Regions from separate parts of the Hordeum vulgare genome. Here region 2 is linked to region 1. Evidence: chromatin contacts called from public Hi-C data. All regions are on one chromosome and are shown on one strand. Each heading gives the region's core, a stretch centred on a gene start, on an enhancer-like site or on the middle of the called end of the contact. The rest is flanking DNA. Distances are from core to core; before and after follow the strand shown.

Region 1 (3,348 bases), core at 491-2,990:
AGCCTTATGTAACCAAACTAAAAAACTCACAGACCAGTATTTTCTAAATGCGTTCTGATCATGCTTACAGTGAAATCATTTTTCCATTTTTTTTCAAGCTAATTGTGTATATAATGGATAATCTTGATAATCAGCAAAGTATGATAACTGTTGCTACTTTCTATTAATGACTTGTTGACTAACTCGATTTTAGTTTGGGGTAGATGTGGTTCTTAAAGGATGTATCAGTCGTACTAGATTATTCTTAACTGAAAAGCATTCATTGTGATGATGCTGGGTATTGTAAATATTGTTGCACTGACTTTACTTCATGTCTTGTTTGCAGTTCTCGTCCGTGGAGGAAGCTACAGCTACTCGTGATGCTGTTTACAACCTGCAGTGGCCCCCGAACAATGGCAATTATCTGTTAGCTGAATTTGTTGATCCCCAGGAAGTGAAACTCAAGCTTGAACCCCCTGCCCCAGCAGCAACAGCAGCGGCAGTTCCTATTAGCCCCGCTACTACACCAAGGGAGGCTCCTTTTCAGCAAGGTCAGGCGAATCAAAGTGTGCCTTGCCAAGCTGCTGCTACACCAAGGGAGCAACTACCGCCTCCAGCACCCCTTGTGAAGCCTCCTACATCTGATCCAGCAGGATCTGCAAGGGAGAAGCTCCCACCCACCCCAAAGAAGGCAGAACCTCCTGTTGTGACACTTGATGATCTCTTCAGGAAGACACAGTCCTCTCCAAGGATTTACTATTTGCCTTTATCAGATGAGGAGGTGTCAGCGAGGCTTGCTGCACAGGGCAAAGCAAATTAGTGCCCTCATGCTTCAGGAACATGTATTTTCTGCAAAGACTGGTTTTATCTCCTTTAAGATTGTATAATGTCATCTGCTTTTTTTTTTAAAAGATGATTGTATGTCCTCTGACCTGAAGTTGTTTCGGATTGCAGAGATACTGGTTTTAGTTAGAACATCCTGGAACTCTACTGGTTTAGTGAATAAACATTCAGGAGAATGCTTATTCGTGTTACATTTGCCTTCTGCTCAGGTCTTCTTTCACCTGTTTTAGGTGCCGTGCTGTCCCGTGGGTTATACGGTGCTGTGCGGCTGACCCTCTTGCCGCCTTCGCCCGAGGTTTCCTGAAAAATAAAATTCATGCAGGCCACTAAGCACAAAAGATTTTTTTCTTTGCTCTATAATACACGAAAATGTGATGCAGCGTTTTTCACACAAGAAAATTTGATTTGCCTGAGTTTGTGCATTCCATGGCCAGTTCTGCCCTTGTGTTATTAAAGTTGTGTTTGGTGTTGAGGGCATCATGAAGCTCATGATGGCGCTTTGTAAAGGAGCTGACGATGTTTAGAGCAGCAGGAGTCTGAAAAAGTTGAGCAACAGGACCAGTTCCTTCGACGGATGTCGCAACTAGCTAGGGCAAGTTGCAAGGAACGATCATATCAATGGGCATTCTCAAGAGAAAGAGCTTGCAAACAGTGACGGACCAGAAACCGAGGTTTGCCGGAGCGATGGTGGATCAGCCACTGCTTGCAAACCATTCTACTCTTCCATCATATTAGGCCAACGCCACGGGCGGGTCGATCGACCGCACATGTGTTGGATAAAAATCGCCTGCGCTATCGGATGCAAACTTTATAACAGTCAGCTCGGCCTCGCCCTGAAAAAGTCAAATATGAGAAGGATAGAACACGGTGGAGTCGCGCATGCACAAGCTGGACTTCACACTCACTGGCCGCATGCGCTCGTCCTTGGCTTCCCGCGCCTGTCGGCCACCCGCGCCCCACGTTCGCTGACCTCTCATACCGTTGCGTTCGTCGGCGGCCTCTCGTGCTTGTTGGTTGGTCATCACTCGTGCTTGTTGCTCGGTTATCGTTTGGGGTTGCAGCTTCTCGTCGTCTGGTGGTAGCTTCTTCGCCGACTCGTCGCAGCAGCATTGTGCATCGTCTCACTCTCACCGGCGTCACCTCTGGCACCATGGTACCGTGTCGGTCGAAGCTTTCTAGACGCGGGTTACACCTTTGCCGTAGCCGGTTACAACTTTTCACGTTGGTCGTAGCTTATATCGCCTCTGGTTGAAACCTTGTGTTTGTCGCCAGTAGAAGCTATTTCCATCAACGCTTGTAGCTTTCTCACCGGCTACAACTTCTATTGTGCTGCTTCTAGCTTCCGTTGTCCCTCCGCCTTAGGCCTTGTTTGGTACTAGTGTATTTTAGGAAATTTGTGGGGATTATCCCGGTCAAACCCCTCAATCCCCCCACATCCCATAACACCATTTGGTTCTAGTGTATTTGACATGTTTCATCCCAACATTTTTCCCTAAATCCTTAAATTATAGTGTATTTTTTTCAATACCCAATACACTACCCCTACCTAGTGTATTGAGGATAAATAGGGATTCGAAGGGATTGGGTGAAACCTCAAGTTTCACCCAATCCCTTCGGGGATTATCCCCACCAATCTTCTTAAAAACACCAGTATCAAACAAGGCCTTAAGCTTTTTTCTCGGCAGTTGAAGCTTTCTCACGTGTCGATTGCATCAACCTTGACTACTCATCGTATCGGTAACACCACGCTCCAACATTGCCGGTTGCAAGTTACAATACTTGTGGTCGCCATCACCAACTCCAACTGATACTGGTTGTAGCACCGAAGTTACAATACTTGTGGTCGCCATCACCAACTCCAACTGATACTGGTTGTAGCACCGTCTTCGGGTGCACGTTGTAGCATTGGGGGTGGGTGCGTGACGTTGCGGCTCACGTGATCGCGGACCAATCCAGTGCCTCTTATAGTACGACAATCGTTGTGCGCGTCTCGGGGGTGATCAAGACAAACTCACGGTGTCTCTAGGGGAGTTCGTGTGTGCCGCTGTGGCTGAAGTGGGAAGGGGAGATGGGGAGGAGGCTCGCTGGCCATGACGAGGAGGAGGGTGGGGGGAGCGCAACCATGGAGAAGACGAGGGAGAGAACACCCTCGACATGATGGAGAAGACAATGTGGAGAACAGGATTATGTTTGACGGGCTGGAGTAGTGGGTGGACTAGAAAAACGTGTGTGCATAGTGACGTGTGGGCCTGAGATCAAATCACGATCAATTGATTGGCATGAGACCGACGCAATCGTTTGGCTGGCAGGCCGGCAACAAGCGTTTCCCATCATATAACTAGCCCCATCATACCTGAGATAATACATAATTCAATAGTCAATACCCCTTTGAGCGTCCTCGCTTTGGGTTTCATAACACGTATCAAGTCAAAGAACTCTTGCAAAATACGATCTTCATCAATGAATCAACGAACCAATGTCATAATCTATTTATTTTCTTTCTTTGCTACATCACATGCCCCATTC
Region 2 (3,566 bases), core at 189-2,688, 110 kb after region 1:
GATAGTTGGCGGAGTCACCCCTTAATAACTCTATAGTTCTTCTTATTTGGGACCCACATCAACTTGATGGGAATCTTGGAGTTGAAGTAGCACTTGATGAAGTAGAGCTAGTGATGGCCTTGGGAACCCACTTGACCATGGCTTGATGTATGTATTCAAATGAGTTAGTCTTCTCTTGAAGCTTGTCCTTGTCATTGAGTTTATGGTCTTGTGGTGGAAGATCATATTGATCTTGTGTTCCCTTATAGAGAGTAGGAACATACTTCTCTTGTTGGAATTAGTGGAATCAACAGAGCTACTAGAAACAACATCTTTAGAACTAGAATTTTTCTTGTTGCTACTAGATGAAGAACCTTTCTTGCATTTGTTACTAGTTTTCTCAGATTTAACTTGAGGCATAAAGGTAGAGAAGACTAATTGTTTGGCAATATAATAATAACTTTTCTTTCGAGGATCGTCATTGATAGCTCTAAGAAACTCATGATCTTGTCCAAACTTAGCTTCTCGAAGCGTAGCTTCTCATGAGTTCTTAGAAGCTCTCTATGATCTTCTTGAGTAGATTCATGAGCCAACTTAAGAGTGTTTTGTTCTTTAGTTAAGCGCTCCACATCCTTCTTAGCATCACCAATGGTTCATCTTGACTAACATGATTATTAGCAAGTTCACTTTGACTAACATCACTAGTTTTATCAAAGAGCAAATCATTATCTCCTCGCAAGTCATCCTCATCACTATTAAAGTCAATGGGTGGAAAGCAACTTGGGGAGGCTAGAAATCAGGATTCATATGGCTGATTGGAATATCTTGATCTCAACACATGAGTAGGTGATTCTCTCTCAAAAAATGAATGGTGGAAGTGTGAAAATATTCTCACGGCTCTCACCACGAAAGAGAGGGAGTGGGGTGGTCTTTATAGCCATATCCGAGAATCCAACCGTTACAACATTATTACCCGACTCGGTGAAACCAATGTAAAAACTCGGTTCTACAAACTACTGAAAAAGTTCTAACTTTTGGCTTCTCGGGGACACCGAAGGATAACAAGTGTGTCGGGGGGATGACCCCGGGTAGGCTAAAGAAGACGATACAACATTTCAAAAAACATAGGGGGAGTTGTCCTCGATATGCCATACCCCACGAATCAACAAAGACAGTCAAAGAAGTAAAGACAAAAGACCAGCTGGCTGGAACCTGGCCGGTTGGAACGCGGCCGACTGGAACCTGACTGGCTGGAGCCCGGCCGGTTGGAACCCGGCTGGCTGGAACTTGGCCGACGGGAGCACGACCTATTAGAGCCTGCCCGGCTAGAAACCTGTCCGGCTGGAGACTATCTGACTGAAAACCTGTCCTTGTGGAGCCCAATGAGGACAACTCCAACGTCCCATCAAACAGGACGGGAGGACGGTGCAACGTGCATCTGCGTCCCGGCAGTCCAGTTTGTATCACTACACACGGTCACCTCGAGCAGTGAAGTTAGGCCAGGTGGGCCCCTCACCCATCATGTCCAACAATAAAAGTTAGGCCCCATGGGCCCCTGTCTTCTGGGCACCCCTTTATAAGGTGACCCAGGGAGCCAGCCCACAGGGAGACCCCCAGACGGGCACACACACACACACGGGGAGGATCCTCCCAGGCTCCCCCATTCTCTCATTCACCACTCTCCAGGAGAGGAGGAGAGCTCCTAGCCTCCTTCTTCTTCCTCCAGACAGCTCGAGGAGCATCATGTACAACTATATATTCTCCACATACACCACACATGCAGGAGTAGGGGTATTAAGTCCATGCGAGCGCCCCGAACCTGGGTAAACCACCGCATGTTGTTGTCCAACCCGTTTCGAATCTCCACAGTGGCCTTGCTCTCACCTCTCTAAGACACCCCATGGAATTTGTCCCGGAAATACCACGACAGTTGGCGCCCATCGTGGGGCATGCTGCTGCTCGAACTGCGGTCCGGGCGGGACCCTTTTCGTCGTCATCACCGTTGCTTCACTGTCATCTCTCCGGTAGCGCTGGGGGGTCCGACATCGACATCGACACGCCCCGGAGGCGACTGTGCAAAGCTGCGTGTCCTCGTCGCCGGCCTCGCCCCCTTCTTTATCACCACCACGTTGCCGCTGTCGTTCAGGCGACAACGCTCGAGGGATCAACATTGACACAGCCCCAGGGCGACCGCTCACGTCCATGCCGTCAGTCTCGCTCGCTTCACCCAGGCCATCATGCTCCTTGCGTTGGCACCGGTGATGGCCCTCGTGCTCGCGCTGGCGGCGGGCGCCGTCGCTCGAGCAGACTCCCGGAAGCCCGTTCTCTACTTTATACACATGCTCCTCCCACGCGTGCCCGAACGACTGCTCCGTCTATGCCCGCAAGTCGGTTGGCCTGGCCGGCTGCACCCCGCGCGCACCGGTGCCGGTTGTAGCTCCGTTGCCGACTGCGCCTCCAGCCGTGCCGCTTCTCATTGCTCCGCGTCGCACCGGCTCTGCTTGCGCCTCCCCGCCTCTGGCCCGACGGTCTGCTGGCCTGGCAGGTTCCACCTCGCATGCCCTGGTGCCGGTTGCAGCTCCGCGGCCGGCCGCGCCTCCAGCCGCGACACACACGTCCGGCCGCTCCAATGTGTTCGCATGAGTTTGCGCCGCCTCTCGCGCTGGCCGGCTGCCGCATCCGCACCAGGGTGCCACGCTCACGCCGTGCCGCCTGCTCAGCCCGCAGCCGGCAACCCGCGGCTGCTCTGTCGTCGCCCCATCAACCATGGCTCAGCCCCGCGGCTCGGTCGTCCGGGCTTCTGCAACGCTGCGCCCTCTCGACCTTCAAGGCGGCGTGGCTGCGCCGGCTTGGTCCACCTCCGCGGCGGCTGCCGTGCTCGCACTACGTGCACCAGCCCCGACAGGCCCCTCGTGCTGCTCCGCTTCGGCCCTGCGCCGTCTCCTGGCCTCGGCGCCTCCCTCCACGCGCCGCTCTAGCCGGCCTCCCGCGCGCCCGCGCCGGCTGCGGTGCGTCCTGTCCACCGTCTCGGTGCGCCAGCTGGCCTCCCGCGTCCGAGCTGCTGGGTAACTATGACGACTGCTGCCCCACGCGGCCCCGACCTGCTTTGGCAAAAGAAAGAGGGCCGACTGGACAAAGAAAAGTCAAAGATGACAAAAAAACCAATCGAGAGAACACTAGAAAATGAAGCTAGCAAGAAGGAAGAAGAAGGCCACATGCGCCTTCCCGTCAACGTCGCTGCTTGGCCGATTGGCCCGCCCGCGTCGCCGCGTGGCCAGTCCGGCCACCTACTTTGACATCGGGCCGACCTGATCGCCCATCCGCTCTGACGTTCGGCCGTCGGGACCGACGGACTGCCATAGCCATCGACCGCCGTAGGCTCGGCGGCCACACCCAGTGGATGCGCCAGCGCGCTTCGCTCGCAGAAGGCCGCGTCGGTTGTCAGCGACAACCACAACCTCGTCTGCACTAAAGCAATGTGACCTCCTGTCCGTGGATCCTCACACCGCGCGTAAAAGTAAAAACCCTGAGCGACACTCGGAGGCCATCACCGCATTCATTTCAGCTATTTTTCTGCTCACCTGATG

Evidence for each region. Hi-C and Micro-C count contacts between places; a contact is called where the count stands out from the background.
Region 2: a contact with region 1 is called in a Hi-C map of leaf, with 4 times the contacts expected there. The contact joins the promoter of LOC123446367 here to the enhancer-like site in region 1. A contact is called at or near these places in 2 of 6 Hi-C or Micro-C datasets (leaf and seedling).

What each region holds. Positions count from the first base shown.
Region 1 is chr4H:260,960,026-260,963,373 of MorexV3_pseudomolecules_assembly, forward strand. It overlaps LOC123448495 (apoptotic chromatin condensation inducer in the nucleus), which reads left to right. Exons shown (of 6, transcript XM_045125408.1): 6 at 326-1,013. The coding sequence ends at 799. Among protein-coding and RNA genes, the nearest start is that of LOC123448495, 5.1 kb to the left of the region's middle. Within about 2 kb of position 1,741, at least 1 of the 3 cell types and tissues checked has open chromatin away from gene starts, as enhancers often do. A contact at or near this core is called in leaf, where this site is marked.
Region 2 is chr4H:261,065,817-261,069,382 of MorexV3_pseudomolecules_assembly, forward strand. It overlaps LOC123446367, which reads left to right and starts at 1,439. Exons shown (of 1, transcript XM_045123002.1): 1 at 1,439-3,527. The coding sequence starts at 2,217. The coding sequence ends at 2,957.